Regions from separate parts of the Rattus norvegicus genome. Here region 1 is linked to region 2. The links are chromatin contacts, called in public Hi-C maps. All regions are on one chromosome and are shown on one strand. The core of a region is the stretch at or near the end of the contact, and the rest is flanking DNA. Distances in the headings are between cores, read along the strand shown.

Region 1 (6,708 bases), core at 123-2,622, 340 kb before region 2:
GGGGTGGGAGGTGGGAGAAAGTCGTGTGTGTCTGCAGCTCGGTCCCCATCAAAGTTTACAAACTGCAATTCTACAATTCCAGTAGGAGGTCCAGCCCTCCCATGCCTCCTCCTGCTATGGCTGTAAGTCATACCTGGAGCTGCAGGGGTGATCCAGGTTTATAACCCCAGGACTTGGAACACAGAAGCAGAAGGATGATGGATTGTGCCATGTAGGGAAACCTCCTCAAAAGGAACCGCTTGAATGAAGAGTCAGATACAGGCTTTGTCCTAGTCTCTAGGGGGAAGTTCTCTGGCTGCCCTGAGCTCAGGGCTATTAAGGATGGAAACAAAATGCTAAGACAGTGTTCTCCACCTCCCTAATGCTGAGACCCTTAATACAGTCCCTCATGCTGCGGTGACCCCAACCATATAACTACTTCCATTAGAACTTCTTAACTGTTGCGAATTTAATGTAAAATATCTGTGTTATCTGATGGTCTTAGGTGACCCCCATGACGGGGTCGAAACCCACAGGTTCAGAAACACCATTCAGAATCATATTTTTTGAGACAGGGTCTCACTTAGCCCAAGCTAGCCTTGAACTCGGTGTGTAGCCAAGCACAACCTTGAGTTTATTGTTTATTTTGAAACGGGTTCTTACTATATAGCTCTGACTGGCCTGGAATTCGTATGTAGACCAGAGTGGCCACAAATTCAAAGAGAGGTCTGCCTCTGCCTCCCGAGTGCTGGAGTTAAAGTTGTATCACTACCACGATCAACAATAGTCTTGATTTTTTTGTTTTGCTTTGTTTTTTCAAGACAGGGTTTCTCTGTGTAATTCTGGCTGTCCTGGAACTCACTTTGTAGACCAGGCTGGCCTTGAACTCACAGAGATCCAACAGCTTCGGCCTCCGAAGTGCTGGAATTAAAAGCATGCGCCACAACCTCCCGACAATAGCCTTAAATCTAAAAAAGAAAAAAAAAAAAAAGGTATATGAGTGCTTTGCTCACATGACAGTGCATTATGTCCGTGCCTGGTGACCTTGGAGGCTAGAAGAGACTGGTGGATAACTTTGGCACTGGAGGGTGTGAGCTGTTCTGTATATGCGTTTTGGGAATCGAAGTCCGATCCTCTTGCTAATCCATTCTCCAGCCTCTGCATCTGCCTCACAGGCATGGGCCACCACGCTCAGTTTCTTGCACATTCTAGACAAGCCCTCTCCCGAGTGTGCTAAGTGATAGGAAAAGTGGTCTTTGGCCGGCCGGTGCAGCGAGCTCTGCACTGTGCCAGACGCTCGGCGTGCACTAGCTCATGTTAACGTCACAGCCGCCCCCAAAGAGCTGGCGTCCCCGCCCTCACCGCCTTTGCGCCGGGACACAGCAGGCGAGGGTCCTGCCAGAGCCGGCTTCTGCTGCCCCTTACCGGCGCTATGGCCTGCGGGCTGGCATTCGATCTTCCTGCGGCCCCGCTCGCCCCTGTGCGTCCCCGGGGCGCGAAGGTGTCCTGAGCTGAGCTCTGACTCAGGATGTTCCGGCGCCAGCCCATGGACAGGACCCCGGCTTACAAGCCCAAGGGGTATCCCGACGGGTCCACCCGACGCCGCGCCCTTCAGCAGCTACAGATGCTGCTGCCCACGCTCGACGGCCGTGCGGGGCGAGGCGCAGACGGCGCGTGGTGGCGGGACCGCAAGTCCCAGCACCTGTCTTCCCCGTCCCCCGAGTCCCCGTACGCTTCGCGGGGCCGTGGGGCCCTGCGTGCGCTGCTGCTGCCGCCGCTGCTGCAGAGCAGCTTGACCCGGGAGGCGGGGGCTCGGGGGAACCGGCAGCCGGCGGACCGGGACAACCCTGACGCCCTGGGCACGCTGCTGGGGGAACTGCTGCCCAACAAGTTCCGCCACTTCCTTCACCAGCTGCGCGCCAAGATCGCAGAGCCAGAGGCGGACCGTGAGGCCGCGGGGGTGGGGTGGGGTGCAGAGTCTTGGGGTCCCAAGCGAGAACCCGCTCCATCTCACTGGGCTGTCCTCCCCCTTTTCCTTTCCTTCCTCCTCCCAGCACCCTCAGCGCCACAGTACTCCAGCAGTCCATCCGAGCACTGCCCAGCTTCTCGGTGTTCCAGCAGCTCTTTCCTCCCAGACTCGTGGTAAGTGGAGGGGACCCTCTTGACGAAGGAGGGGTTGCCCTGGGTGCTACCATGATGGTCCTCTGCTCACATCAGCTGTGATCTCTTTCTCTTCAAGGGACCAACCATTGAACTGGGACGACAGTTTTAGAGAGAAGACTACCCTGGGGCTCCCAAAAGGTGAATTCGTCAGAGCCAAAAAGGCCCATCCGTGAGTAGTAGCTGTTGTGAGTACACGCGTGCTAGAGTTTTGTGGCATTAACGCTCTCCTTCCACCTTCACGTGGGCTTGGGGGATGGAAGAGAGGTCATCAGGGTTGCCTGACAGCACTATCTATTGAGCCATTCTGTCATTTCCCCACGCTGTGAGTTATGGGAGCAGAAACAGGAAGGCATCCCTTCGCTCCCTCGTTTCCAGGCACTCACTAATGGATTTATCATGTATCCATCCATCCACTCACCTAGCCATCCTTGAGCGCACCTACCCCTTACTCACAACCAGGTCTTCTATAAGCAACTGTGAATCTCTCCATCCGTCTATCCATCAAAGCATCTAACGGGCCATGAACTCGAACTGCCAGACTGTCAGATAGCCAGTCTTCTGTCTATTCTCAAATCCCCTCTGGTTATAGCTACCTGGTAGCTACCCTTTCATTCACTTAAAAACCCGGGATGCCAATCACTTCCCCCTAGAAGTAAATCCACTCACAAGCTTACATGTTTACCTGCATAACCATTCAGCTTCCTACCCCAAGATTCAGCCATTCAGCTGAGATCCAGACAGGAATCTACCTGCTGCTGAACCCTTCTCTTATCTCAAAGCATGACCCATGTCTGAAGTTTTATACTGCGTATCAAATACTAGAGGAACAGACAATGAGAGATAGAACCAAGAAAGATTCCTGACATTAACCACACTAATGTTTAGTTTCCCTGAACTTGGATCATGGAGAGCTCTTAATAGAGAAGGGAAGGAAACAATAGGTTTAAACAGGCTGGAGCACAAATGTAGGGTGAAGGCAACTATCTGGGGGTTTGAAGACTAGAAAGTTGGGTGTGGTGGTGCACACTTTTCATCCCAGCACTCAGGAGGCTTAGGTAAGCAACTCCATGAGTCAGACAGAGGCCAGCCTGATCTACATAGTGATTCCAGAACAGCCAGGGCTACAAAGTGAGACCCTGTCTCAATCAATCAATCAGCTAATTGATTGATTGATTGATTGATTGATTGATTGATTGATTAAAGGAAGGACCAGATGGACCAGGGAACATGCATACAGAGCAAGCATACCATTACTGTTCCATCTGTATCCATGGCAGACATTACTAATGGATCACTGCACACTTCTCTGTGAGCCTCAGAACCCTTCCTGACACAGTTTTTTAGGATCAGAGTAGAGACTTAGGATGGAGCAATGCCTTAGCAGTTAAGAACACTGGTTGCACTTTTAGAGGACCCAGGCTCAATTCTCTGCATCCACATGGCAGCTCACAGCTGTTTGTAACACCAGCTGTAGGGGATTCGACACCCTCGCACAGACATACATGCAGACAAAACACTAAAATAAATTGCTAAAAAAGTGGAGACTAGAGTTGGACACTTATTTGTATGTAACATTCCTTCAGTGCATTTGATTGCTTCTGTGAGTGATCTTCCCCAGGAAGCATGGTGTCACACTGGCAGGCAGAACCTAGGAGATGTCTAAGCCTCGCCCGCCCGCCGTGTGGCCAGGACAGAGCTGAGGTTCTGCTTGCATACTACTGTGACCCTAACTAAGACCAACGCCTATAGTCAAGTTCCCGGCTGCAGGGCTCTTTGGTGGACAATGAGAAACACACCCTATGCATCCACAAAGAGATGCCACACGATCAGCGGGTATGGGTGTGTAAATACGTGTGCCCAAGGTGATGGTGCAATGGGGCCTTTGTGAATGATCAAGTAACCAGGCTGGCAGCCCAGACCCTGAGGGAGAAATGAACAGGTCTAACATTTTTGTTACATACAAAGATAACACGCCCTTTACGGAGCACAACCCCATTGACAGGCCCTGTTCTAGGTGCCTCCCCACACGGGGTACTCCACTCTCCCAGTTCCTGTGACTGACGGCGGAATGATCCCGCCTATAACACAGCACATGACCGGAAGGAGAAAAGTGAGAAGTGGAACCTTGATGACAGTGTGCCCCAGCTCATACGGCCTCGGTGGCACAATCGAGACTGACAGCTATCGTAACAGCTCGAAGCTAGAGATGTTTCTTCCGTCCGGCATACCTTCCACAGGATGTTCTTGCAGTTCGCCCCATCTCTTCACACCCGTGCTGAGGAAGGGGTGGGGCACCATAATTTCCTTATTTTTATTTCTATCTGCTTATTTGTCAAATCCGTAGCCCAGGCTGGCCTCACACTCGCTAGGTAGCCAAGGATGACCTTGAACTCCTGATCTTTTTGCCTCCACCTCCCATGTGTCCCACAGGCCACACCGTGCCTGGCTTAATCTCCATCACGGAGGAGGAGACAGGTTTCCGTGTGTCAGGACCTCTTGATGGCTGAGTGAAAATCCTGCCCTCTAGCCTGATGTTTGTGAGTGGCAGCTGTGGGCCAGACATCTCTGGGCCTCAGTTTCCTCACTTGTAATTAGGATAGTGGGGCTTTATGGGAAATGCTGAGGTTTGGTGGGACAAGACATGTCACATTATGGCCGGAACAAGCACCTGGAAAAAGGCCATCTGATGTGACTAGTAGAGCCCTGCCACCAACCAAAATCTTTTGAAGATTTATATTTTATTTTTATGTGTATATTTGGGTGGGTGCAGGGTGTTCCCATGAGCCCTGGTGTCTGCAGAGGCCAGAAGAGGGTGTCAGATTGCCCCAGGAGTGGAAGTCACAGGTGGTTGTAAGCCAATGATGTGGGTGCTAGAACCAAATCCAGGTCCTCTGGGAGGGCAGGAATACACTCTTAATGGCTGAGCCATCTCTCCAAGCCCTGGCTAAGATCTTACTAGGAGCCTGGGCTCCCCCGCCCTCTCATTTCCCCTCAGCAGTCTCCCACAGCACGCAGGTCCCCAAAGTGAAGACTGTGATCATTTGCAGCCCCTCTGGAGAAGGCTCAAGACCCCGCAGACGGTATTGTCCTTTCCGGGTGCGATTCGCAGACGAGACCTTGCAGGATACAGCACTCCGGTACTGGGAACGTAACCGGGCAGGTGAGCGCCCTGCTGCTTCTGGAACTGCTGAGATTCCAGAAAACTAGCCAGGAGTGCGGAGGTCACTTAGAGAGCAGGGCAGGCCGACGATGACTCCACAGCGGAAGTACTGGCCTTTTCAGAAGATGTCAAGGTGCCCTTCACAGACCACATAGGGTCCCTGAGAGGCAGCAGAGGTGGGTGGCATTGGGCTCATGGTGCCAAGGGGACAATGTCTGCCCAGGTCTTGTTATTAAAGAGCCAGCCCGGCTCACTCAGTTTCCCAGTCCCTTGGCAGCTTCCAGAATCATCTTTCTCATAGATTCTGGGGTCAGGCAGACCAGATGTCCAGCAAGTCTTAGAAGAAGAAATATCTTCTCTCTTGAAAAATGTTGAAAGCGTCCAAGAGAGAAACTCAGAGCCCTAGGCAGAAGTGAGCTCTCAGCGCTAGGGGTGGCTTCCTTTGACTTTTGTGAATGGCCGGCTGGAGGCAGGCAGGACAATGAGAAAGACAAGACTTCCTGGTACCCAGCTCTGTCCTGCAGACTCAGCAGCCCCGCCCGGTACAGCTCCCCTTGGCACTCACATAAATCGGGGAAGCCCAACTTGTGGTTGTATTTTGCACATGTGTGTGCTTCAGAGTACAATTTCAGCTAATAGACTTGAGAGCTCTTGTACCTACTAGGACTAGCAGTGCTGACTTATTGTCATCGAGACAGAGTCTCGTGAATCCCAGGCTGACCTACACAACTCACTATGTAGCCAAGGATAACCTCGAAATTCTGATCTTCCTGCCTCCACCTCCCAGCTGCTAGAACTACAGGCGTGCCCTGCACCCCGGCTTCTGGTTATTTTGATTGCCGAGAAAATTGAGGCAAAGGGTGGTTGCCAGTGGTCAGAATGCTCCAGAAACTCAAGAACAGGCCGAGTACTGTGGCCATAGCCCATAGCATCAGGACATGTGCTTTCTCAGTTTCTCCCGTCAGAGGTAGCCTCTGGTGATACAGGAAAAGCGCCCAGCCCCGAGAGATTCCCTCCCTCTAAGCCTTGCAGATTCTTGGCATCCTGGGCCCATTGTGGGGTGGGGTAGGAGTAGGACTGTGGCAGAGATCAGCTTTGTGGCATAGCAGAAACAGTCACAGGGAGGTAGTTTTAAAACCCAGGACTTCTCTGGAGGCAACCGACAGGCACTGGGGAGCCTGTGGTTGCCATGGAGACAGGGCTCTGTCTAGCCTTGCCAGCCAGAGGAAGGAGAGAGGGTGGGGGCATATCAGTATGCCCCTCCCTGGGGGAGGGGACAGGGAACTCACTCTGCTCTCTCTCTTCTAGTCCGGCAGAATATCTTACCGAGCGAGCAGACGGCTTTGCCAGCTGTATCTGTGTCAGAGCGAGTGCTTGGGAGTGTTGGGAGATGGTTGGACAGTCTG
Region 2 (6,626 bases), core at 966-3,465:
GGTGCGGCTCAGTGGCGGCTTCAACTGCCTCCGAGTGTGAGACTTCATCATTTGTACTTTATAGTGGTGGCTGGGGAAGGGATGGGTGGGTACCAAGCCCAAGAGAGGGGCCTGAACCCACTCTCATTCCCAGGCTGGTCCCTGGAGCCATCTTCTGTGTCACAGTGCTAAGAGTGACCATGAATGCAAGGAACCAAGAGTGATACCTGCCTCCCCAGGAGCTCTGGAGAATCCTGGTCCTGGGCACTTGGCAAAAACAAACAAAGAAACAATATACAGATGGATGGGTCAGGGGCATTAAATCATTCATCGGGAGATGGGCCAGAGTAAGTGCACTTGACCCCACTGACATATTTCCAGGCACCTATAGAACTGGGTTCAAATCATGCCACCAACTCTCTCAAGTCTCAAGTTTCTTCAGTAAATACTGGGAAAGGACAGCGCGCATTGTGAGCCACAGACTCCTTGGGTTCCAGCTCAGTCCTCCCAGCTGTGGGAGCATCCCACTCCCTTCCTGAACCTGTACACTTCTGAGGTAAATATTCAGGAGGTAGGCAGAGGTATGGCTTTATACCCCCAGGATTCATGAGGGTATATCCCCACCGCCCCACCGCCAAAAGGATGCCAGTCAAGCCTGCTTGTTCTGAGCGCCCACCCCCACCCCCACCCCCACCCCCAGCCCCACAGTGTATCCCTGGCCTCTCTGAAACAGGGTGAGGAGAGCTGTTGTAACAGTTACAACTTCCCAGATGGAGCAGAGAGCACTGTGCCTGGAGCCTGTGATCTCCGACAAAGTCTCTTTAGAGCTAGTGTCCAAGCTTCCTCATCTGAAAACCTGAGCAAACTGTTCCCTGCTTTTGACACTTGCCAAAACTTAAACAATTCATGAGTTCTTTTCCTTAAGACAGCAGCCATGGGACAGAAGTGCTGAGAGGGTCCAAAGACAAAAAGTTTCAGAAGAGCCTTTGATTTGCCATCAGTCATCTCTGTGGATGCTGCTTGCCCCACAAGGGCCCAGTCCTGGACTCTTCCTGGGCCAATTTTCTGACTTAGGTACCAAAAGGAACTTTGAACACTGTGGATGCAGCTTCTGGCTGGCATCTTGTATCATCCCCCACCCCACCCCGCTCCACACCCCTTACTCTCTTTAAGCTTCTCAATGCAAAAAGAGACTCCTAGATATCTTCTCTTTTTCTAATGTCTGTGTCCAATTGGTTGGTAGATAACTCAGAATAAGGACATAAAAATCGAAAAGACCGTGGCCTGGGTACTCCTGGGGCTCAGGATTGCGACCAAATCATAACAGGTTGCTCCACTCAAGCGGGTCTCAAGCCTGGGCTCCAAGAACCTTGAGAGAGGAATTCAGGTGACAGGTCCAAGCTAGGCACTTAGTAAGGGCTTCTACTGTCATTGATATTAAGTTGGGAAAGAAGAGGTCACCCTAAGGGAGAGGAAGCTTGAGGCGGGTTCATGGCCCAATACCCCACCCCCCCACCCCCCACCGCAACCTGGGTAGGCTCACGATCACAAAGCTTCTCTACTAGAGATCAAAATTCACTGGATTTTGAGTCAAACAGAGGGGAGGCCTTTCCTTGACAATTCCCAGAGGCCCCTGGACTAATCAGGTAATCAAGCCCCAAACTCTCTCTTCCAAGAAGATACCCTAGATCCCAGGTGCGCCCCCTCACCACCAGCCTTTCTCGGAAGAAGACTCAGCTCGCCCAGGTTACCCCCGGCCGTGGCAGGTGGAAAAGAGGAGGCGCCGCGTGGCCCGAAACGGGGAACCGCGCGCACCTGCGGCAGGTGAGGCCCAACCATGCGGAAGGGGGCGGAGCCATCTTCGCTGCGCTCAGGTGAGCCGACCCCCAGCTCGCAGCAGCCAGGTCCAGGGTAGCTACGAGTTTCCACGCGGCTCCAAAGAGGCGACCCAAAACTGAGAGCCACGACCTCGGAGGCTCCGAGTCCCACGAGGTGCCGCGGCCCCAGGAGAACATTCGAGGCAGCGGCGGCGTTGGAGGCCCGGGGTCCGTTCGTTATTTGAATAGCACAAAGGAACCGCCTTGGTCTGATTGGCTAGCCAAGTGGCCCCGGGGCGGGCAGCGGCTGTCAGTCGGAAGGCTCTGCACGCTTCTATTGGCTAATCTACAGTGGGGCGGGGCGCTGCTGCCCAGCTAAATAGTTGGGGCCGGGGCCGGCCGAGGCTCATTGCTTTGGCGCCGTCTGGGGAGCGTGAGCCTGCGGGTGGCGCGCAACGCATGGTGGCGACTTCTCTCGGAGTGTCGCCGACCCGCCGACCCGGGCTCGGTTCCCTGTGCCCGGCGCGCCCGGGCGACCAACTGGAGACACACGCAAGCAGCAGCATTCGCAGCACCAGAGGCGGTTGCTCCGCCGCCCGCGTCTCCGCGGGAGCATGGAGTGCGCCCTGGACGCCCAGAGCCTGATCAGCATCTCCCTGCGCAAGATCCACAGCTCCCGGACCCAGCGCGGCGGCATCAAGCTGCACAAGAACCTCCTGGTGTCCTACGTGCTCCGCAACGCGCGCCAGCTCTACCTGAGCGAGCGCTACGCCGAGCTCTACCGGCGCCAGCAGCAGCAGCAGCAGCAGCAACAGCAGCCGCCCCACCACCAGCACCAGCACCTCGCTTACGCGGCGCCCGGAATGCCGGCCAGCGCGGCCGACTTCGGCCCGCTCCAACTTGGTGGCGGCGGGGACGCGGAGGCGCGCGAGCCGGTCGCCCGGCACCAGCTGCACCAGCTCCACCAGCTCCACCAGCTGCACCTCCAGCAGCAGCTGCACCAACACCAGCACCCGGCGCCCAGGGGCTGCACGGCGGCGGCGCCGGTGGCGGTGGCCGGGGCGCCCGCGGGCTGCGCGGGGGCGCTCTCGGAGCTGCCCGGGTGCGCTGCGCTCCAGCCGCCGCACGGCGCGCCCCACCGCGGGCAGCACTTGGAGCCGCTGCAGCCCGGTCCTGCGCCGCTGCCGCCGCCCGCGCCCGCCGCGCTCTGCCCGCGGGACCCTCGCGTCCCGGCCGCCTGCTCTGCGCCCTCGGCGCCTCCGGGGGCTGCTCCTCCGACCGTCGCTGCCTCCTCTCCGCCTGCCTCTCCAGCCCCTTCCTCATCCCCTGGCTTCTACCGGGGCGCGTACCCGGCCCCCTCGGACTTCGGCGTACACTGCAGCAGCCAGACCACTGTGCTGGACCTGGACACTCACGTGGTGACCACGGTAGAAAACGGCTACTTGCACCAGGACTGCTGCGCCTCCGCCCACTGCCCCTGCTGTGGCCAGGGCGCTCCGGGACCGGGTCTGGCGTCCGCCGCTGGTTGCAAGCGCAAGTATTACCCTGGCCAGGAGGAAGAGGACGACGAGGAGGAGGATGCGGGCGACCTGGGAGCCGAGCCCCCCGGGGGCACGCCGTTCGCCCCCTGTAAGCGCGCCCGCTTCGAGGACTTCTGCCCGGACTCGTCCCCGGACGCGTCCAACATCTCAAACTTGATCTCCATCTTTGGCTCGGGCTTCTCGGGGCTGGTGAGCCGACAGCCGGACTCCTCGGAGCAGCCGCCGCCGCTCAACGGGCAGCTGTGCGCCAAGCAGGCGCTCGCCAGCCTCGGCGCCTGGACTCGAGCCATTGTCGCCTTCTAGGGACCCCCCGAGGGCATGGGGACCCTGGGCCCCGCGGGGCTGGGGCCAGACAAAGACTCGGCCAAGGGGTGATAGGGAGCGAGCGGGTCCCGGCCACTCGGGGTTGAGCTGGGGGCGAGCAGAGGCTGATGTTTTATAAATTGTAAAATAAAAAAAAATCTAAAAATCTTGGACTTTATTTTTGCAGAGAAAAAGCCTATTTAAGTATGCTTTGTGTTTATCTTACTCTTTTCCCCCCTTTTTATTGTACTGATTGCAGTGGTGTTTAGCGAGGAGCCTGCCACGTGAGGCAGGGCTGCTGCCCGGAGGAGGTGCCGGGCCGCCGGGGGCGAGGCTGGGTGCCCGGGGGTGCAACGCAGGAGGGCGCGGGGCCCAGGACGCCGATTCTAATCAGTTGTCAGAGCCGGGAAGCCCGACGTTCCGCTCTCCTGAGTGCCTCTCTGGGGTGAGGAACGGGTCTTGTGAAACCCTGAGCAAAAAAACAAAGGCAAACTCTATCTCCAAAAGGGACGTTTCGGTCACATTTCCTCTCTGGGGGCGGCCTCCAAAGTTCTCAAAATGAGAAGGCAGAAATGAAAACACTTCAACTTTTTTTTCTTTTCTTGCCGGGTTGGGCGTCTAGAACCCCTCCTCTCCCCGCCCCTCTGGCTCGGTCCTCCTCCACCCGCCTCGCGGACTCGGGCGGGGGTTAGGGGGGGCACTCTGACACTCTTAGCACAGTTGGGAAAGGGGTGGAGGGCGAGCAGGGCGAACTACATCTCCCATCATGCCCAGCACTGCGGTCCTCACAAAACAAAAAAGGAAGTCGATTCCTTCACCTGGATCCCCGGGAGAGGGAGGGGCCCGGACCGCCGACTGCGCTGGAGACTTTTCGCTTAGCTCCTGGTCAGCTGTCGTGTTTGTGCGCGCTTCTAAGTTACCTTGTCGTGCTTCAGCCTTTGGTCCCATCTCATGAAACCAGCATTGTTCCAGCCTGTGAGAACCCTGTCTGCGTCCTCAGCTCGATAGATTTTGTTTAATTTAAAAGCCTTTTGTTGTGAGAAGGTGAGGTTTGCCTAGTGCCCCCCTCTGGGTCTCTGCCATCAACACCCCAGGGACTCCAAAACAAGTTGCCAACCTTGCCTTCCCGGCCCTTTTTCCTCCTGTGGTTTTGTGCATACTGAATTGTATCTCACCGGGTAAAACTGTTCGGGTTATTTGTTTAAATTTATAATCTTAATAAAAAGTCGATTGTAGAGTGTATGGTGGTTCTTTACTTTTACATGAGCCTAGAGGTGCGAAAACCTAAACACAGACACACGCACACGCACACAAGCAAACTCCAGCTTTCCAGGGCCGGATCTGCCTCCACATCCGCAGGGCCAGGGTTGGGAGTGGGCTCTGTGTGTGTGTGTGTGTGTGTGTGTGTGTGTGTGTGTGTGTGTGTGTGTGTGTGTGTGTTTTCTGGGGATGGAGGCTGGTGCTACAGGTCTACTCCCTACACCCTCCTCACCAGCGGGTCTTGCCCGCTTGGGAACCTGCTGCCCCGGGGTTTCCAGCAGAAAGCTGAAGCAGCCTCCAACATATTTCCCTACAGCACCAGGGTTGCAAGGGCCTAGTTGGCTCCTAGTCTCTGCAGCAGGGAGACTTCTGGGCCACCCACACTCCCTGCCCCGCTCCTCCGACCGCACGTCTCAAGCAAGCAACTTGGGAAGTTTTTTCCTTTCCTTTTTCTTTCTTTTCTTTCTTTCTTTTCTTTTTTTTTAAAGTTGAGTTTGTTATCACTGCTCAGTGCCACTTGGTGGTGTGCTGACGGCGTCTCCCTCCCTCCTCGCGCTCCTCCCCTCTCCTTTTCTGCTCCCTCCCGCCCGCCTCTCCTCCCTCTTCTGTGGATGGAGCAGGAAGGCTCCAGGCGCGCGCTCCCCTCTGACCACCTACGGAATGACCTCAGAGTGGGAGAATGTGCCAAGGCACCGAAGGAAGCTCTGGTTCTTCCCACTGGATCCAAATTCACATCTGGAGCCGCGGCTCCGGCCCCAGGGCACACGGGTGGTTCCAGCCTTGCTAAGGGGATAGGAAAGAACCGGGGAGGCGTGGAGGGCGGTAGGGATGAGATAAAACGGCAGCCTTTGCTGTTTGGGGGTAGCATCTCTCGCAATGTCTCTCGTCTCTGGCTGCCTCCCTAAAGATCTCTCGCTCTCACTGGCTCGCCCCCGTGCTCCCCTTCTGTGCGCAAAAGCTCCCAGCCACCGGCCAGGCGACTCACGCCGCCCCACCCCATAAGCCTCGCTGGGCGAGAGGAGGCGCTGTCGCCCAGCGCCCCAAGCCTAGACGAGAGGCGGATGCTATTCACTCTCAGGGGGGCTGCTCGGCTCTGGATCTCGCTGTCGCGCGTGGGGAAGTTCTTGGGGACACTCCAAAATGCGGGGGCGGGGAGGTCGCGAAGGTCCGCGATCCAGGTTGGGTAACAGGAATGCTCTGGAGGTGTGAGTTACCGGGAGAAAAGACACCTTCACCTCACCCACACACCCCAGGACTGCTCTCGGTCTCCCACGGGAAGAGACGAGCTAAGGAGAGGGTACATCTTTTCCCCCCTCCCCATTTCCCTCTGCAAGTCCAAGGAAATAGCTGTTGGTTGCAGTTTTGAGTCAATCCAAGCCAGTTGCCACGGCTCCCCCTAGCGCCAATTGAAAGGCGCTGCAGCATGTGCGGATGGGAGTGGGCGAGGCGCAGTCGGGGGCGGCCGGGCTGCTGGGGGAGGCTCCACATGCACCCGCGACCTAGCGTCGCGTGCCCACCCAGCCCTGGTCTGAGCAGGGACCCTGAGCCCAGAGCTCTCCCACTCCAGGTCCGCGTGGAGGAGGGCACATGATGGGACGCCTTTGTTGGGAGCGTGGAGCTGGGTACGGCGAGACTCCCCTTGAGGGGCTTGGGACCTTCGCATCTATCCCTGGGACCCGTGTGGCGAAGACCTGTGTGGGGGTGTTTGGGTGCGAAATAAAAGCTC

Evidence for each region. Hi-C and Micro-C count contacts between places; a contact is called where the count stands out from the background.
Region 1: a contact with region 2 is called in a Hi-C map of the A7r5 cell line, with 2.5 times the contacts expected there. The contact joins the promoter of C3h9orf50 here to the promoter of Ier5l in region 2. A contact is called at or near these places in 11 of 12 Hi-C or Micro-C datasets (the A7r5 cell line, the Rat2 cell line, Schwann cells and 7 more) and 1 of 1 datasets of contacts at active chromatin or transcription factors (oligodendrocytes).

Annotation. Positions count from the first base shown.
Region 1 is chr3:34,479,406-34,486,113 of GRCr8, reverse strand. It overlaps C3h9orf50 (similar to human chromosome 9 open reading frame 50), which reads left to right and starts at 1,372. Exons shown (of 6, transcript NM_001100979.1): 1 at 1,372-2,121; 2 at 2,219-2,311; 3 at 5,190-5,302; 4 at 6,611-6,708. The coding sequence starts at 1,508.
Region 2 is chr3:34,139,046-34,145,671 of GRCr8, reverse strand. Ier5l (immediate early response 5-like) reads left to right here and starts at 2,215. Exons shown (of 1, transcript NM_001025041.1): 1 at 2,215-3,806. The coding sequence starts at 2,411. The coding sequence ends at 3,640. LOC120101516 (a long non-coding RNA gene) reads right to left here and starts at 2,141. Exons shown (of 4, transcript XR_010064747.1): 1 at 1,689-2,141; 2 at 1-239.